Regions from separate parts of the Nomascus leucogenys genome. Here region 1 is linked to region 2. Evidence: chromatin contacts called from public Hi-C data. All regions are on one chromosome and are shown on one strand. The core of a region is the stretch at or near the end of the contact, and the rest is flanking DNA. Distances in the headings are between cores, read along the strand shown. Region 1 holds the start of GDI2 (rab GDP dissociation inhibitor beta). Region 2 overlaps ANKRD16 (ankyrin repeat domain-containing protein 16).

Region 1 (5,068 bases), core at 280-2,779, 59 kb before region 2:
ATTACATCAGTATTCATCTTAATTATGATCAAGCAGCCCAAAGTTAGAATTTCAAATTTCCCCAAAAATTGATAGTTAAAATGGTTTTCTCCAAAGCGAATTCTTTTCCAAGATGAACAGTCTTCATTTTTTTAAAAAAAAAAAGAACAGAAAAAGTACAAACTACAGAACCTGCCTGCATTATCTACAGATTACCTAAAGTTCCCTTAGGAACAGATAACCAGGAAAATCAATATACCATGGTATTATGTACACCTTGCATTCATATATTACAATGCATTCTTCATGTTGTTATTATCTTCCAACTCCCTGAAGAAAGCTTCGGAGTACAGAGAACTTGGCCTTTAACAAACCATCACCAATCCAATTCTTAGGGGAAAACAGTCCAGAAGAGACAAAGGAGGCAGGGAACCCACCAAACAAAAGGAAAAGGCGGCGAAGGTCAGGTGCGAAAGCATTTGATAGACAAGTTTTGAAAAAACTCAATTCCAATTCTACAGATACTCAGTAAGTGAGAAGGGAGAGTGGCTAAAAAGATTCAATAATACTTCTTATTAGCAGGAGGGAGAAAGGATTGAAAGACTTATTTCTGCGTTTTCTCCCAAAATGTAAGTTAATCAAGCCCTAGCAGTTCCGAAGCAGTGATTATCCAAGACTTGTCAGGAAACCCTGTGCTGGAATTTGGCAGCCAGACTGACCCGGGGCAGCGGCCGAGGCGCAATAGGAAATGCAACCGCGAGGCCTGCACCGTCCCCTCCGCCTCGGGTGCTGGTTTCCAACCGGGAGAGGTCACCGGCCCAAAGCGGGTAGCAGGAGCCTCGGCCCGGGCCGCCTTCTCCCTCCCCTCCCGCCCAAAGCGGGGAGCGGGAGCCTCGGCCCGGGCCGCCTTCTCCCTCCCCTCCGTTTCCGCTGGGGGCAAGCGCAGAGGCCGGGCTCGGCCGTTACCCCGCCCTGAGCCTTGCGGCCCGCATCTCCATTTCCCCGCCTGCCCCTCACACTGGGAGCCGACCGCTCGCCCCGGGACGCGGGGCGCCCCCGAACCCGCCCGTGCCCCCAGCCACGACTCCCGTCCCGAAAACTACGGGTGACGGCAGAACGAGACCCCCGAAGAGCTGCGACCCGCGGGCCATGCAGGAGCCGGGGGTGCGCCCGCCCCGGCTGCTCAGCCCCGGCCCTCAGCCCCAGAGCCCACCGTCAGGCCGGTGCCCAGCACGATCACGTCGTACTCCTCATTCATGGCGGGGCAGGCGCGGACGCAGGACCCGAGCAAGGAAAAGGCGCAGGGGCTCCGTGACCACCCTACGAGGCTGGGAGGCGCTCTCGGGCGCGAAGGAAAGGGGAAGAGAAAGGAGAGGAAAATGGAGCTGGCGACAAGGCGAGACCGGCCGCCACCTCAGACGGGAAGAGAAGAACGGGGCGGGGAGAGAAGAGGAGGGGGTGGTGAGGGGAGGGCGGAGACTGAGCCTCCTCAGCCAGGGCGGGGCCTGCAGACGCCGGGAGGGCCGCCAATCAGGCGCTCCCGGCACTCTAATTGGTTACGTCCCCGTCGCTCGCACAACTTTTTTTCTTCCCCGCCTCTTGCAAGAGGAAAAGGGCGGGGCGTCGCTATTTTGGCTTCCGGTTCCCGTTGTGGCCTCTGCCACGGTGGTCCGGGAGGCGCCTCGCGGGCCGGGGTGGAGGTACACGGAAACGCGGGCGGGGACTGCTCCTGGCCACCACAGTTCTGACTCCCGCCGTCGGGGCGGGAGCTCGCTCGGTCCAAGGTCCCAGAGTCCGATCGCCGCCCTTGGGCTTTGAGCGGACGAGTGCGGCGGCCACGTGGGCGAGGAACGCGGGTCGGGCCGCGTCTCGGGGGAGGCGGCCTTGGTTCCTCCCGTGGGGCTGGACTCGCCGGGGCTCCGCCGGGAAGAGTTCGGAAATCACACGTGTCCTGTTTCCCGCTGTGTGCCCTCCCTGTTCGGTGCGTTGCCGGTGGGCGCTTTAGGAAATTGGTAGGAGAAAAAGCGGTTTCTTTGGAAAAAGTAACCCTTAACAGAGATGAAAGTGAAGGCCAGGTTTTATTGGGAAACCGATCTGCACCTACCGAGGGCTGTAACTTAAAGCCGCTGTAAACGTGGTAGCTGATCCTTGTATGCAAAGGTTTAGGCCCTAAGCTTAGAAACTGTTCCTTGCGTGCCTTCTACCCCCCTCCTCTATTTCTAGAATTCTCTTAGGAATCTCTAGCGTCATTGAGGACACAGGTGTAAGCAGAAGCTGTGTTCTCAGCTCCAAGAGGCAGACCCCACGAAAGCCTAAGCAGGTGAATTTCGTAAAGGCGTTGACAGTTGGAAAACCTGTGTTTTCAGCACGTGATAAATCTGCATAGTCAGCAGACAAGATTTGGCATTCAAGAAGTCCTCAAATACTTCTCGATAGTAGCTATTCAGAGCCTGCCTTGATAGACCGAACTTGCTCATATTTAAATCATTAAGATAGAGGAAAGAACGTAACAACTTTCTAAAATGTTTCTTACCCCATAAATACTTGAAGAAGCTATGTTATATTGAACCGTGGACCTTTCTGGGGGGGAGGGGAGAAGAAAGCAAAAGTAAAGTTTAAATTTATATTCAACCTTAATTTGATTGTATATATTTATGACCAAATGAATTAGTGCAGTTGACCATACAACTGACTATGCAACAGTGAGTGTAACTGACTTTTCTTTTGACTAAGCTAATGATGACTAAAGAAGGTCCTTCTGTTGCTCTGTCTTCAGGTCATCAGGGGGTCATACTACCTATATTTTTGAACCAACATGAAATACCCTTTTTTTAAATTTTTCTGAGACAGAAAAATTTTTAAATTTTTAATTTTTCTGAGACAGCCCTGTCGTCCAGGCTGGAGTGCAGCAGTGCAATCATGCCTCACTGCAGCCTTGATCTCCTGGGCTCAAGCCATCCTCCCACCTCAGTCTCCCGAGTACCAGGGACAAGAGGTACAGGCCACCACACCTGACTACTGACCCTTTTTTTTTTTTTAGTTAGCAATAACAATAAAGAGCTTTTTTCACACTTGCCATCAGCCTCTGACTGTCGAAGAGAAATTTAAGCATGTCAGCTGAATTATGTTAACCATGTTTTAGGTGAAGACTATTTCATCAATACTCAGAGTTGTGAGAAACTTAAAGACACTGAGATAAGGGAATTGAATTTAAGGCTAATAAGGATCCCTTCCTTACTTAACACTGAAGTTCATTATAGTTCACAGTACAGGCCCTATGGCCCAACAGAAGGACAATAACAAACCTGGACTGAGCCTTAACGGACTGAGTGCATCTAAAATGCTGTACCTGGGCTGGGCACAATGGTTCACGCCTGTAATCCTAACACTTTGGGAGGCTGAGATGAGAGGATCATTTGGGGCCAGGAGTTCAAAACCAACCTGTGCTGTAGAGCCGAGGTAACAAACTGAGACGCCATCCCTATAAAAAATTAGATGGAGGCTGGGCATGGTGGCTCACGCCTGTAATCCCAGCACTTTGGGAGGCTGAGGCAGGCGGATCACAAGGTCAGGAGTTTGGAGTTTGAGACCAGCCTGGCCAATATGGTGAAACCCCGTCTCTACTAAAAATACAAAAATTAGCCAGGCATGGTGGCACATGCCTGTAGTCCCAGCTACTCAGGAAGCTGAGGCAGAAGAATCGCTTGAACCCGGGAGACGGAGGCTGAAGTGAGCCGAGATCGCGCCACTCCACTCCCGCCTGGGCGACAGAGTGAGACTCCGTCTAAAAAAAACTGGGCAGGCTGAGCGCGGTGGCTCACGCTTATAATGCCAGCACTTTGGGAGGCCGAGGTGGGTGAATCACGAGGTCAGGAGTTCAAGACCAACCTGTCCAACATGGTGAAACCCCGTCTCTACTAAAACTACAAAAATTAGTCGGGCATGGTGTCAGTCGTCTGTAATCCCAGCTACTCAGGAGGCTGAGGCAGAGAATTGCTTGAACCCAGGAGGCAGAGGTTGCAGTGAGCCAAGATCGTGCCACTGCACTCCAGCTTGGGTGACAAAGCAAGACTCCGTCTCAAAAAAAAAAAAATTAGCTGGGCATGGTGGCACGAGCCTGCAGTCCTAGCTACTCAGGAGGCTGAGCTGGGAGGATCACTTGAGCCCAGGAAGGTCAAGGATACAGTCAGCCATGATGATGCCACTGCACTCTAGCCTAGGCAACACAGCAAAACCCTGTCTCAAAAAAAGAAAATTCTGTGCTTTTTCTTGGATCTTCCACCCTACCCATTCCAGTTGCAAGGGAACTTGTAGACGACAAATACTGCTTAAGGTGAAGAGGCTTCAAAGCCACTAATTGGTTGAGTGGATCTCATGCCACAGATGGTAGTTCCTGCTAGAGTGAAACCTTAAGTTTAGGGGAAGTACGTTGACTGGTGAAGATGAGTGGAAAACATCAATCTTTAATTTTATTTTTTGGTGCCAAAGCCCAAGATCAAACCAGGACACCATCAATCTTTAAAATATTTCAAATCTTAAAATTAGCCAGGTGTGGTGGCACATGCCTGTATTCCTAGCTGCTTGGAAGACTGAGGCGGGAGAATCACTGGAACCCGAGAGGCTGAGGTTGCAATGAGCCAAGATAACGCCACTGCACTCCAGCCTGGGTGACAGAGCCAGACTCCGTCTCAAAAAAGTAAAATAAAATATTTCAAATCTTTATGCAAAGCAGGAATCCATGGAGTCTTATTTATACTTGAGTACATGGGAATAATTGTTTGCTGATCTGTTTTTACTAAGCATCCATCTGCACTTTGAAAACGAGAGATTTAATCTAAGGAAAGAAAATGAGAGCAAACCTCAGCCCAGACCATCTTTTTCTCTCCTGCATCACCATGACAGTTTCTCAACAGGTTTTTTTCCCTCTCTTTTTCCTCTTCTCCTATCTGTTCTGTCCATTATCTTCTAAAAACACGTATCAGATCATGTTCAGGCTTCTGTAGATCTTGTACTTAGAATACATTGTAGATCCTAGTGGGGCATGGTAGCTCACGCCTGTAATCCCAGCGCTTTGGGAGGCTGAGGCAGA
Region 2 (4,558 bases), core at 131-2,630:
AATACGATGGAGCATAAGACGGCCATGAAACACGACATTCAGTTTTAAAGAGCATTAGGATTGGCTTGTAATATAAAGTTAGAGGGACAAGCGTGGTGGCTCACACCTGTAAACCTAGCACTTTGGGAGGCTGAGGTGGGCGGATCACTCGAGGTCAGGAGTTCGAGACCAGCCTGCCCAACATGGTGAAACCTGTTTCTACTAAAAATACAAAAATTAGCCAGGCATGGTGGAGGGCGCCTGTAATCCCAGCTACTCAGGAGGCTGAGGTACGAGAATTGCTTGAACCCAGGAGGTGCAGGCTGCAGTGAGCCGAGATTGTGCCACTGTACCCCCACCTGGGTGACAGAGCAAGACTGTCTACAAAATAAATAAATAAACAAAGTTAAGGGAAAAACTGCAGTGTGCACCATCAGCTCAACTGTATGCATTTTATTTATTTTTTATTTATGTATTCTTTTTGAGACGGAATCTCACTCTGTCGCCCAGGCTGGAGTGCACTGGCGCAATCTCGGCTCACTGCAAGCTCCACCTCCTGGATTCACGCCATTCTCCTGCCTCAGCCTCCCGAGTAGCTGGGACTACAGGTGCCCACCACCACACCCGGCTAATTTTTTGTATTTTTAGTAGAGACGGGATTTCACCGTGTTAGCCAAGATAGTCTTGATCTCCTGACCTCGTGATCTGCCCTCCTTGGCCTCCCAAAGTGCTGGCATTACAGGCATGAGCCACCGCGCCCGGCCCTGCATTTTATTTTTTATTTCTTGAGAGGGAGTCTCACTCTGTCGCCCAGGCCAGAGTGCAGTGGCGTGATCTCGGCTCACTGCAGCCTCTGCCTTCTGGGTTCAAGCGATTCTATGCCTCAGCCTTCCAAGTAGCTGGGACTACAGGTGTGACCCACCACACCTGGCTAATTTTTTTTTTTTTTGAGACAGTCTTGCTCTGCCGCCCAGGCTGGAGTGCAGTGACACGATCTCAGCTCACTGCAACCTCCACCTCCTGGGTTTAAGCAATTCTCCTGCCTCAGCCTCCCAAGTAGCTGGAACTACAGTCATGTGCTACCATGCCCAGCTAACTTTTTTGTATTTTTAGTAGAGACAGGGTTTCACCGGGTTAGCCAGGATGGTCTCGATCTCCAGACACCATGATCCGCCTGCCTCAGCCTCCCAAAGTGCTGGGATTACAGGTGTGAGCCACCGTGCCCAGCACTCCTGGCCAATTTTTGTATGTTTAGTAGAGATGGGGTTTCACCATATTAGCCAGGCTAATTGAACTCCTGACCTCAAGTGATCTGCCCGCCTCGGCTTCCCAAAGTGCTGGGATTATAGGTAGGGGCCACCGTGCTCAGCCCTATATGCATTTTGAAAGACTAAGGGGAAATAAGAGTGGTTCCATCTGGGTGGTGGAACTATAGATTATTTTTGTTTTCTCCTTTACTATCTTTTGTATTTTACAATAGGCCTTACAAACAAGTCTGGGAGATTAAAAGGGACATTTTTCTGGCCTGCCACCTGCTGGTGGATTCTAGCAACGTCCCGGGTTAAATTCAGTGCTTGCTCCTCCCTCTTCTCACTGTCTGAGCACCCTCCCTATAGTTCCCTCCAGCTTCTTTAGCCTGACTTTTGCCATCTTGTTTCCATTTTGCGATCCTTTCCATCTTGTCTTGTGTATTTTCTCATATAAATTTTTTTGGCAATATATGTTAGGTCCTCGCTATTTTCAAGTCATTACAATTTTCACCTCTTTGCATCTCTTTTCAGTGACTTTTTTTTTTTTTTTTTTGAGACAGAGTCTCGCTCTGTCACCAGGCTGGAGTGCATGGCAATCTCGGCTCACTGCAACCTCCGACTCCCAGGTTCCAGCGATTCTCCTGCCTCAGCCTCCCAAGTAGCTGGGATTACAGGCGTGTGCCACCACGCCCGGCTAATTTTTGTATTTTTAGTAGAGATGGGATTTCACCATGTTGGCCAGCATGGTCTCGATCTCCTGACCTCGTGATCTGCCCACCTCAGCCTCCCATAATACTGGGATTACAGGCGTTAGCCACAGCACCTGGCTGAGACTTCTGCTTTGATTGAGCTTAATAACACACACTCACCATGGGAGTGGGTGTGCTTTTAGGACCAGCTGACAGCCCTGGCGGAAGTGGGTGTTAGTTGAGGCAATCAGAAATCCAGGCGAAAGTGTAGTATGTGCTCTGGGAGGCAGGTTAAGCCACAATTGGCAATCAATGCCCTTGGTCACATTAGTGAGAACGCCCTGGCAGCCAAGTGGAGGGTGGATTTGAGGACGTGGAGAGGCGTATTTAAGACATGGCTGCCACTCTCTAGGAGGAGAGTGAGAGCTTGGGCAGGAGTCGCAGTAGGGATGGTGTGGAACAGGCAGATTAGAGAGCCGCCCAGCAGCTGTCCTCTGCAGGGACTCCCGAAGAGGGAGGAGTCATGACTGACCCCTAGCTTTCCAACACAGTGGGGTGAGCTGTGATGCCATCAGCCGAGGCAGGAATGCAGGCCAATATGTCAGTGGGTTGTGGGGAAGGCTGGGTTTTGAATAAACTCAACGTGAGCTGGCCTCAGAACATCCATGCAGAAACGTAAGCAGGCAGTGGAAACTAAGGGCTAGAGAGAGATCTGAGTGTTACTGACATTAGGGTGTAGCTGAAACCCGAGGCACAGACGACAATGCTTCAGGAGAAAACCCAGAATGAGGGAGATGCTGGAGACAGAAGCTGGTATGCATGAGCATGGAGGGCCGGCCTGACGGACGAGTGCAGAGGCAGAGAAGGAAAAGGCAGAAAGAAAAACCCAGGAGTGCATTATTGCATGTGGCAAAAGTCCAGAAGGGGGTAGTGATCAGTAAGTGAACTGAAAGGGTCAGTAACCTAAGGGCTAAAAGTACATCACTTGATATGGCAATTAGGACGTCACTGGTATCTGAAAGGAAGAGTCTGCACAGAGCAGCAACAATGACGCCAGACTGCGGGGGGGTGGGAGGTGCCTATGAGCTGAGGGTATCAAGTAGAGACTCTACGTGAAACTGTGTATGGGAAAAGATGCTCCAGAGGGAATAATAATGAGAAGGGGCTGCAGGGTGCAAGAGTCAGAGGACAAAATGAGACAATCTAGGTAAGGGCTTAGCACACTATCTTGCATATAGTAAGTGCTCAATGCACACAAAGGGCTTTTATCACCCATTCATTAACTATATAATAATTTTAAATTTAAAAGACAAAAATCAGTCCAAGGAGCCTGCATACCAGTGGGGGAGAAAAACAATGAACAAAATAAATAAATTATATGGTACATTTGCTAATAGCAAATCCTAAGAAGAAAAAATAAACTGAGGAAAGAAGATATCAAATGTTGAAGAAAACGATACAATTTTAGATAGGGTGGCCTGGGCAGGCCTCACTGAGAAGGTGGCTTGTAGGTAAAGACCCAAAGGAAGTGAGGGAAGTAACTATAATTAGGGAGTAATAGAAGAATATTAGTTATCATCGCCAGAGCATTCTTCATATATTATTGTTATGGAAACATCTGGTTATTATTCTATTATTGCTACTGTCTTTGCTGCAATTAATGTTTTTTTTTTTGAGACAGAGTCTCACTCTGTCACCCAGGCTGGAGTGCAGTGGTGCAATCTCGGCTCACTGCAACCTCTGCCTCCCGGGTTCAAGCGATTCTCCTGCCTTCGCCTCTCAAGTAACTGGGATTACAGGTGCCTGCCACCATGCCAGGCTAATTTTTTTGTTTTGGTTTGAGATGGAGTCTCACTCTGTCACCCAGGCTAGAGTGCAGTGGCACGATCTCGGCTCACTGCAACCTCCGCCTTCGGGGTTAAAGCGATTCTCCTGCCTCAGCCTACCAAGTAGCTGGGATTACAGGCGCATGCCACCATGCTGGGCTAATTGTTATACTTTTAGAAGAGACGGGGTTTCACCATGTTGGCCAGGCAGGCCTTGAACTCCTGACCTCAGGTGATCCCTGCCTCGGCCTCCCAAAGTGCTGGGATTACAGGCATGAGCCACTGCGCCTAGCCCACAATTAATGTTCTTATAATCACTGCCATCTCTGGGTGTTTAGTAGTTTCAGCAGTGGCATCCAGTAGCCATGGTTTCTATTACAAAGGTGCGTGGAATCTAGGAAAACCGGGGACAACAGTGTAACATGCTGTGTTGTCACCATCAGCTAGCTGGTTTGTAAGGGCAGAAGCAAAGCCAAATGGAAGCTGATGGTGCACGCAGCTGCTGCAAACACAAAGCTGCTCATGTGTGTGCTGAGGAGAAAGAGGGCAGTCCCAGACTGATCTTTCAGTCCCACCTGTACACGTGAAATAGCCACACAACAGGACCATCTTCAGACCTAGAGGGCATTGACGCAGGCATCTCTGGAGGAACAGGAAAGTGGTAACTGCATTTCAAATCAGTGCAGATGGAGAGAGTGTGTAATTTAGAGGTCACAAGACAGGAGTGTTTCTACCAGAACACTGATTTGGTGGTTAGAAACAGGAATCCGCTGATGCCATCTGGGAATAATTAAGACAAACGGGAAATTCTTGC

The links. A called contact is a pair of places that touch in the nucleus more often than the background predicts.
Region 1: a Hi-C map of a lymphoblastoid cell line shows a contact between it and region 2, with 2.8 times the contacts expected there. The contact joins the promoter of GDI2 here to the enhancer-like site in region 2. A contact is called at or near these places in 2 of 4 Hi-C or Micro-C datasets (a lymphoblastoid cell line and an unstated tissue).

What each region holds. Positions count from the first base shown.
Region 1 is chr9:109,448,791-109,453,858 of Asia_NLE_v1, reverse strand. GDI2 (rab GDP dissociation inhibitor beta) reads right to left here and starts at 1,529. Exons shown (of 11, transcript XM_003257603.4): 1 at 1,193-1,529. The coding sequence starts at 1,237.
Region 2 is chr9:109,390,058-109,394,615 of Asia_NLE_v1, reverse strand. All of the region lies in intron 7 of ANKRD16 (ankyrin repeat domain-containing protein 16), which reads right to left. Among named protein-coding and RNA genes, the nearest start is that of ANKRD16, 15 kb to the right of the region's middle. Within about 2 kb of position 1,380, the one cell type or tissue checked has an H3K27ac peak away from gene starts, as active enhancers do. A contact at or near this core is called in a lymphoblastoid cell line, where this site is marked.